2 separate regions of the Zea mays genome follow, and region 2 is linked to region 1. A link is a contact called in public Hi-C data. All regions are on one chromosome and are shown on one strand. Each heading gives the region's core, a stretch centred on a gene start, on an enhancer-like site or on the middle of the called end of the contact. The rest is flanking DNA. Distances are from core to core; before and after follow the strand shown. Region 1 holds the start of LOC103640772 (pentatricopeptide repeat-containing protein At5g04780, mitochondrial). Region 2 has its middle 47 kb from the start of LOC113509065.

Region 1 (3,945 bases), core at 985-3,484:
TTGTCTGCATTCTATAGTAGCACATTCTGCAGCACATGCACATAGGGTGCTGGACAGGGTAAATTCACTCATCTGTGTCCCTTCTTGGTGCATCTTTGAAAAAAGCTTCAGAGCCTGTAAACCATCTCCATTGCAGGTATACCCAGCAATCATGGTATTCCATGAGACTATGCTTCTGAAAGACATTGAGTCAAAAACATGGCGAGCGCAATCATTCCTACCACATTTTGTATACAAGTTGATGAGAATATTGCATGTGACAGTATCAGTTACCAAACCCAAATGGATGGCTAAACCATGGCAGCCTTTCCCAACCAAGAGGGACCTCTTCTGTGTACACTGTTGCAAAAGTTCATGTAGCGTAAACATGTCAATCAAATTCCTGTCAAACCTAATAAGGCTTCTATCCTTTAGGGCAATTCCATTGTTTAGCTTGTTACAAAAAGAACGAGCACCAAAATGAATTCCGGAGAGTACAGCAATAAGAGAACAGGCACACTGTTTTATAGATTGATGGTTAAACCAAATGCCCATCCAAGCAAGGCAGCTGCCCCAAACTCTCTCAGTTTTACTTTTAGGCAAACTTCACAAAGTGGGATTTGTACTTACAAAAAGGAAGTGGAATTTGCTTGACGCTAAGAGCAGAAAAAATTCTCTGCAGACTGAACTGTGAATGTTTCAGCATGTTTGTCCACCTTCAGAAAATCAGAAACTTTTGCATTGCATCGCTGAAAGAAATAGCAAGTTAATACAAGTAGCAACCTTGTGATACTCATTCACATATCTTCTGCTATCAAATTTACATCCCGTCATAAAAGGAATGCAAGTTTAAAATAAATCAAAATGAGAAAATACACCGGATTTCACTAAAATCTGTACAAATGGTTGAAAATGAAAAAAAACATTTGAAAAAATAAATCAGGAGCTAAACTAATGGAGCTGCAGGTTTAACACCTTTGCGAGCTGAATTTAGCATAGCACTTATATTGTGACACTGAACACTAGTACTCCAGTCATAATAGCCTCATTTTTCATGTCCATTTTCAGTCTTGCAGAATTTGTTTACTGAATAGAATTGTTAGATAACCATAAAATCAGAGGGGCTAGGGCACGACCATTTGGAATGACAGAACAACAGTACCGAAGGATTAAACAATTCAGTGCTTTGCTAACAGTAATATTCTTATTTTCCAGATGAGCTCACCCTGAATCAGGATGGCGTTAAACAGCGTTCCACAAAACACAAGTTAGGGCCTGTTTGGTTCCTTTAGTCACTAGACTAAACTTTAGTCGCTAAAGTACCCCGTTTGGTTTCAGTGACTAAATCGGACTAAAGAGCATTAATCGCTGTGAATAATGACTGTATTACCCTTAATAATTAGTGGATGTTTGTTGCAAGAAAAAAGTGAAGAGAGTAAATAAGTTAAAAATCCTAATTTAGTCCCTTTTAGTCACCCTCTTGGTGACTAAAGATCTAAAGTTTAGGTGACTAAAGATCTAAAGTTTAGTCACCATGTTTGCTTCTTTAGGGACTAAAAGTGACTAAACTTTAGTTACTCCAAACCAAACGGGGCCTTACTTAGAGTTTACCTCAACCAGGCTTCTACAAAAAGAAAAAAAAAACGGACCCAACTCCCATAACGAAAATAAACCACAGGGACTCTGGTCATATGATGCAGAAATTCAGAGGCAATAAGATTGCAAAAGGGGAATGGCAGAGACACGGAGCACACAAAACTGTACTCTACATGCAGCAGCAGGGCATATTTTCAGTCCAGTCCAGCCCTACGTAGCACTGACACTACTATAGCACATCAAATCATCAATTTCGATAATGGGGAAAAAAGTACAGTCAGAGAAGAACCGCTGGCTACCTCTCTCATTATGCGTCATTCCGTCGAACACCCTCGGCGCAGGAGCAGATGTCGCCGCACCCGCCGAGCCAGCACCCGCAGCGGCGCTCGAAGGACGCCGAGATAGCCAGGAAGCGGTTGATCGGAACCAGGCTGCAACACGAACACGGCACACGGGGCCAAAATCTCCGCTGCGACTGCGAGTGACCAGGCGCTAGAGCCTAGCGGCGAGCGACGAGAGGAAATTGCGAAAGCAAATATCGAGCCCGCGGGCTGGTGTGGGAACTCCGGAGTCCGGACTGGGGCATACGGCCCGAAACAGAGCGAGGATTAGCAGCTCAATAGCATGGAGACTCTTCCTTAAAGCCCGAGCACTCATGGCACGTTTCGGCCCATTGTCTGCACGTGTGTTTTGTATTCTGCGGATTGTCGTCTCCCAAAAGGAGGAAAATCTCAAAAACAAGGAATAATTAGATATATACCATTAAAATATTATAACTTTAGATATAAATCATAGACTCTACATGTCATTGACACATGTGAATCCCACATATAAGTAAGATAGTAATGGTATATATCTAAAGTTATAATATTTTAGTAGTAAACTAGTAACAGATCCATATTTCCCCAAAAACAATCTCCAATTTGATTAAATATATACAGAAACTATTAATATATATGATCTTCAGAAAAAATAATACATTAGTCGTCAAATGTTTTTTATGACAAACATAGTGGAAGATATTATCTTATGCAATCCTATGAAGATTTAGAATGTTTTGACTCCTTGGGAAACGAGACTTCCATTCTTTCCTGGATGGAGAAAATATTTGGGTGTGGGTTATCAGATCACCTAAAATTTTAGATCCAGTAATTTAGTTTTTTTCAAAAAAATAGGTCCTTAAATTGATAGCTACAGTTTGTCTTAAAAATAAACAATGAAAAAAATACAGTATATATATTTCAAAACTACCGAGTTCTACCAATATTCAATTGAAAATAAACATAAATGCCAGGTGCCATAAAGTACAAGTATACATTATATATATTAACGGTTAATATATACATTTAGAGTTTATTGGTGGTGAGAAATTGTTTCATTAACAAACCAAACTCTACCATAATATTTTCTGTAAGTTATTACTTTGTATACACCTTGGCATACCAAAATTGGAACCCAACTGTGAGAACTCCATTTTTTATAAAACAGTGCCGTTATACATATGATTCTTGGATAGAAGATAATTCAACATTTTAAGTGTTGCGGTGTAGATTGAAACTATTGTCATGTCACTGTAATATCAAAGAATATAATGTATGGTACGGTCTAGAATCTATTTTAACAAAATATAGTTGACATTTTTAATAGAATATATAATAAGAAGCAAAGTCTAAATTTAATGTGTGGATGAAAAATATGACATTCACTTAGAATTAGAAATTGAGATTCACTAAATATAGATTTGTAATGTCTCAAAAAGATGTAGCAAGGGTTGATATAACTCCGGATAAGGTTTTAGCAAAGTACATATTAAAAATCACTGAATGTATGACGAAATCATATAAAGTATATAAAAATTGTTGTGTTAGATAGAACAATCAATTTTGAGTAGCTATGAGGTATAAATTTATCCACATAGTGTTCAGATGGTGCAATGCATGTAATAGTGTAAGCACATGATTGCTACCCACTTCACTATAAATTGTTGACCCATCAATGGTGGTTTTTAATTTAGAAATATAAAAATGACGTAAGGTTCTAAAAAATCAACGGTGAGGACTCAGGCCACGAATCAGCAATAATATATCACTGTCGATTGTGTTGGCGCCGATCTGGGCGCCAAACACTAGAAAGGACCATCTGGTGGTGCTCTCTGCAGAGGCGCGAACGGTCCGCAGTATAGGACCGGACGGTCCACGACCTGGCACAGGAGCGACTCCTCCTCTGCGTACGTCCGGACGGTCCGCGATGGCGCAGAGAGTCTTCTTCGCAGCAGACCTAGATCTTGCATCTCGGGAGGGACCCCATCGGGAGGAGAGATTGTAGGGTGTGTCTTGGCGTCGGCGGGCCACCCAAGACGTCTCTAGTCGA
Region 2 (3,945 bases), core at 590-3,089, 180 kb after region 1:
ATGGGGACCAACTGTTAGTTAGTTAGTTAGATATAACACAGCAGTCGCCCGTAAGTACACACTTTCATCCTGCCCAAATGATTGTCACAGGTCCGGTCGTCGTCTTGGGATGGGAAGAATCAGACAGGGGCATCATATCGGTTAGCTGGAACATCATCAGAACCCATTCACCTCACTTCCTGTCGATCTCGACCGATCAGCCGGGCCCCCTGCTTGCATTGGTTGCCTCTTCTCTTCAACAGTGTGCAATATATATAGACATCTGCTTGCAGCGGCATGCGTGCTTTTGCATTGCAGTGTTTAGAAACATATATGCTCTTTATGCAGATGCACGCAGGTGTCTCCCACCCATGCAATTAATTTAAACAGTCACGCTAGCTAGCTAATCAAGGCCGTACGTTTTTTTTCCTGCAGTTCGTAGCTAGATTATGTGTTGTGTGTCTCTGTCGTCATGCATCTGTACTGGCTGCAGAAACCTTAATTAGCTTTTTTTTTTCTCTGGATGGATGCATGGATCGACACAGGGGCTAACACAAATCATGCGTGTGCACAGTAGTACACTGATGGATATGCTTGGATCGGATCGACTATCGATTGTGATGCTACTACTAGTTGATGGAATGGAAGAGCTATCAAACGATCAGTGATGATAGTCTAGTTTGCAGTAGTTCATCAGAATTCAAAGGGGAGGGAAAAGATGAACAGCTTACAAATAATACACTAGTACCTAGCTAGTGCACAATTAATGGAGTCTGAGGCTGGAAGCATCGAATTAAAAGCACACTATAAGTTGATGGTCTCTGTCTACTACTGTGACCATGCATGAGCTTCTAGTTCTAGTTCTAATTCTAGCTAGCTGGTATAAATGGAGAGCCCCACAACAAGTGGTGGAGGCTGGAGCCAGCCATCCACCGCCGCAACCAGCCGTCTCATCGTCTTTCCCGCGCGCGAATTGCAGCTGACAGCAATCACCGGTAGTTAGTAGATAGATTGCCTATGTATCCCTGGCCAGCAGGCCTGCTGCCCAAATGATTAGTAGTAGGCTGCGGCCTGCGGTGTGCGGGCCTTGCAAACAGACAGACAGACAGCCTTCTATGTTTGGAAACTGCGCAACGCCTAGCTGTTTTTAAAATCATATTAATTTTATAGTATTTAAAATTTGTTCCAGAATATTTGGTACTCTCAATTTGTAATGCGTAGTTTTTTTTTCTTTTGTGTTAGACCCCGTTTGTTTCGTTAGAATTGAATTTTATTTTAATAATTATAATTTAAACAAATCTAATTAAATTTATATATTTATATATGTAATATATTTGTATATTATCTTAAATCATATGAGATATAGTTATATACTACATTAATGTTATAACGAATCAAGTAGAATAGTGTGATATAAATTGTACATCGAAAAAATAGCATTTAAATCTATATAATCAATTTTCATCTCTCACCTTATAAATTTAAGATAGACTCATAAACTTATATAATAACTTTGGAAAGCGGTGGAATGTTATATTCTAAAAAATAGGCTATTTCAATAATAAAATTACAATTCCTTAAAATAAAAGGAAACAAACAGGGACTTAATGTATTTTAGGACTCTACGGAGGGACTAGACGACTGCAGCCAGGGCTCTCCACCCCGAATGAAGAAGGCGACAACCACAGCTCAACGCATCCAGACGACACGAACGGACACACAGTCGTTGTAGGACGTACTACAGAGCTCGCTAGCTAGCCCGTATCTTTCAGAGGGACACTTTTCTTTGTCTGCAGGCAGAGGCATGATCTTCAGATCTGCGCGTGTACTTTTTTTGCCTGCTAGCTGACGATGACCTACAAGTGCACAGCAGGCAGCGGCGGCGAGAGCCAATGGCGGAGTAGCTCTGGCTATCTGTCACACTAGCACACTGCTGGTGTATTCATTATCCCTGCTACAGTACTTATTAGCCTGTACTACAACCATACTAGCCAACGGAGTATTATTATAGTTAGTTAGTTAGGACGAATAAATTAACACGCCGAATTGTTTGATCGTCCGCGCTCTAACTACGCTCATGCTCGTATATATTACAGTAGCAACCATGCCCATAGAGATATAGACGTTGCAATAGGAGAAAAATAGCTATCGTTATTCATGAAAAAGAAGATTCTCATTGTGATAATGCCCTCCGTTGGCCCCTTTAACGGCAACGGCACCAAAAAAAAAAGATTAGCATTTTATGGCTAAATAGCGACCACGTGAAACTCCACTACCGAGTTTCCTCGTTATGAGAATAAGTAGCCGGGATAATGAATTCAAGCTATACTCCGCCACCAAGCAACTTAAGGATCAATGGTACACGAGCAACCGAAAGGTCACATATTCAACGGCATCTACAACCACTTGTCTATTGCCTGGTCAAGCGGATCAGATGACACCTAGATGCTCCAAGCAACAAAAGATAGCTTCCACAACAGGTCTAGCGAAACTGAATTCAAGCTGGAGCACATGTAGCGCGTACTTAGTATTCAACTAAAGTGATGTGTGCAAGTGCAACATGGTGGCTGCGACTTCGGCGCTGGGAGCAAACAATCCCACCTCAACGTGGTGGCCAATTATAGCTCCGTATCGCCTGATAGTATCGAACCACCAACCCTATTGGTCGCGATAGTGCTACAGTGCAACACGGGGCAAAGGTACAACAATGATCAACAACGAAACCATGCATGGCCAACCAAAAGCTAAGTTAAACAAAATTATATGAGCAGTTCACAAATTGTTGGATTAGAACACCGACCACAACACGAGAAGGCTCCACATATTGGCCGTTAAAAATTGACCAAATAATTCAAAATAAGATGACCCAAAAAACAAGAAAAAAATTGAGGACAGATAGTTTTTTTGATTGATTGAATCAGTATAGCAGGGCATTTTAGCATGTACCACCGAGCTTCCTCGCTACGAGAATAAGTAGCAGGGATAATGAATTCAAGCTACTCCGCCACCAAGCAACTTAAGGATCAATGGTACACAAGCAACCGAAAGGTCACATATTCAACGACATCTACAACCACTTGTCTATTGCCTGGTTAAGCGGATCAGATGACACCTAGATGCTCCAAGCAACAAAAGATAGCTTTCACAGTTGGTCTAGCGAAACTAAATTCAAGCTGGAGCGCATGTGGCACGTTCTTCGTATTCAACCAAAGTGATGTGTGCGGCATGGTGGCTTCGACTTGGCGTTGGGAGCAAACAATCCCACCTCAACGTAGTGGCCGATTATAGCTCCAGCTCTATTGGTTGCGATAGTGCTAGAGTGCAACATAGAGCAAAGGGACAACAACGATCAACAATGAAACCATGGCCAACCAAAAGCTAAGTTAAACAACATTATATGAGCAGTTCACAAATTGTTGGATTAGGACACCGACCACGACACACGAGAAGGCTCCACATGTTGGTCGTTAAAAATTGATCAAATAATTGAAAATAAGATGACCCAGAAAACAAGAAAGAAGTTGAGGATAGATAGTTTTTTATTGATTAAATCAGTATAGCAGGACATTTTAGCATGTACCACCATAAGGTAATGTATTAGCTTTAGTAGGTGACACACTTAGCTAATAAATCTCCCAAAGTAACATGTCTTGTAATTACTCGCCTTGCCTACAATTCTTTCTTTCTTACCATGTGTTTCTAACTTAGATGGTCAACTAGCTAATTGACCGTGCGTTGCAACGGGAATATATAATACCAGTATACTACGATAACTTATATACAAAATGTGTGTTATATTGTTATGAGAAAATATTTCATAATCAATTTGTGATTCTAGCCATACATAAATTTTGTTATTTTAATCTAGTTGTTTCACCACTACATTGCAACCATCAGTATCATGCAGACTTCGATATATGCCACGATTTGTATGGTCTCATCATTGGAGAGCACGTTCCACACATG

The links. Hi-C and Micro-C count contacts between places; a contact is called where the count stands out from the background.
Region 2: a contact with region 1 is called in a Hi-C map of leaf, with 8 times the contacts expected there. The contact joins the enhancer-like site here to the promoter of LOC103640772 in region 1. A contact is called at or near these places in 2 of 25 Hi-C or Micro-C datasets (ear and leaf).

The regions. Positions count from the first base shown.
Region 1 is chr10:5,674,689-5,678,633 of Zm-B73-REFERENCE-NAM-5.0, forward strand. LOC103640772 (pentatricopeptide repeat-containing protein At5g04780, mitochondrial) reads right to left here and starts at 2,235. Exons shown (of 5, transcript XM_020545970.2): 1 at 1,875-2,235; 2 at 610-728; 3 at 1-339. The coding sequence starts at 186.
Region 2 is chr10:5,859,297-5,863,241 of Zm-B73-REFERENCE-NAM-5.0, forward strand. No RefSeq gene overlaps it. Among protein-coding and RNA genes, the nearest start is that of LOC113509065, 47 kb to the left of the region's middle. Within about 2 kb of position 1,840, at least 16 of the 20 cell types and tissues checked have an H3K27ac peak or open chromatin away from gene starts, as enhancers often do. A contact at or near this core is called in ear and leaf, where this site is marked.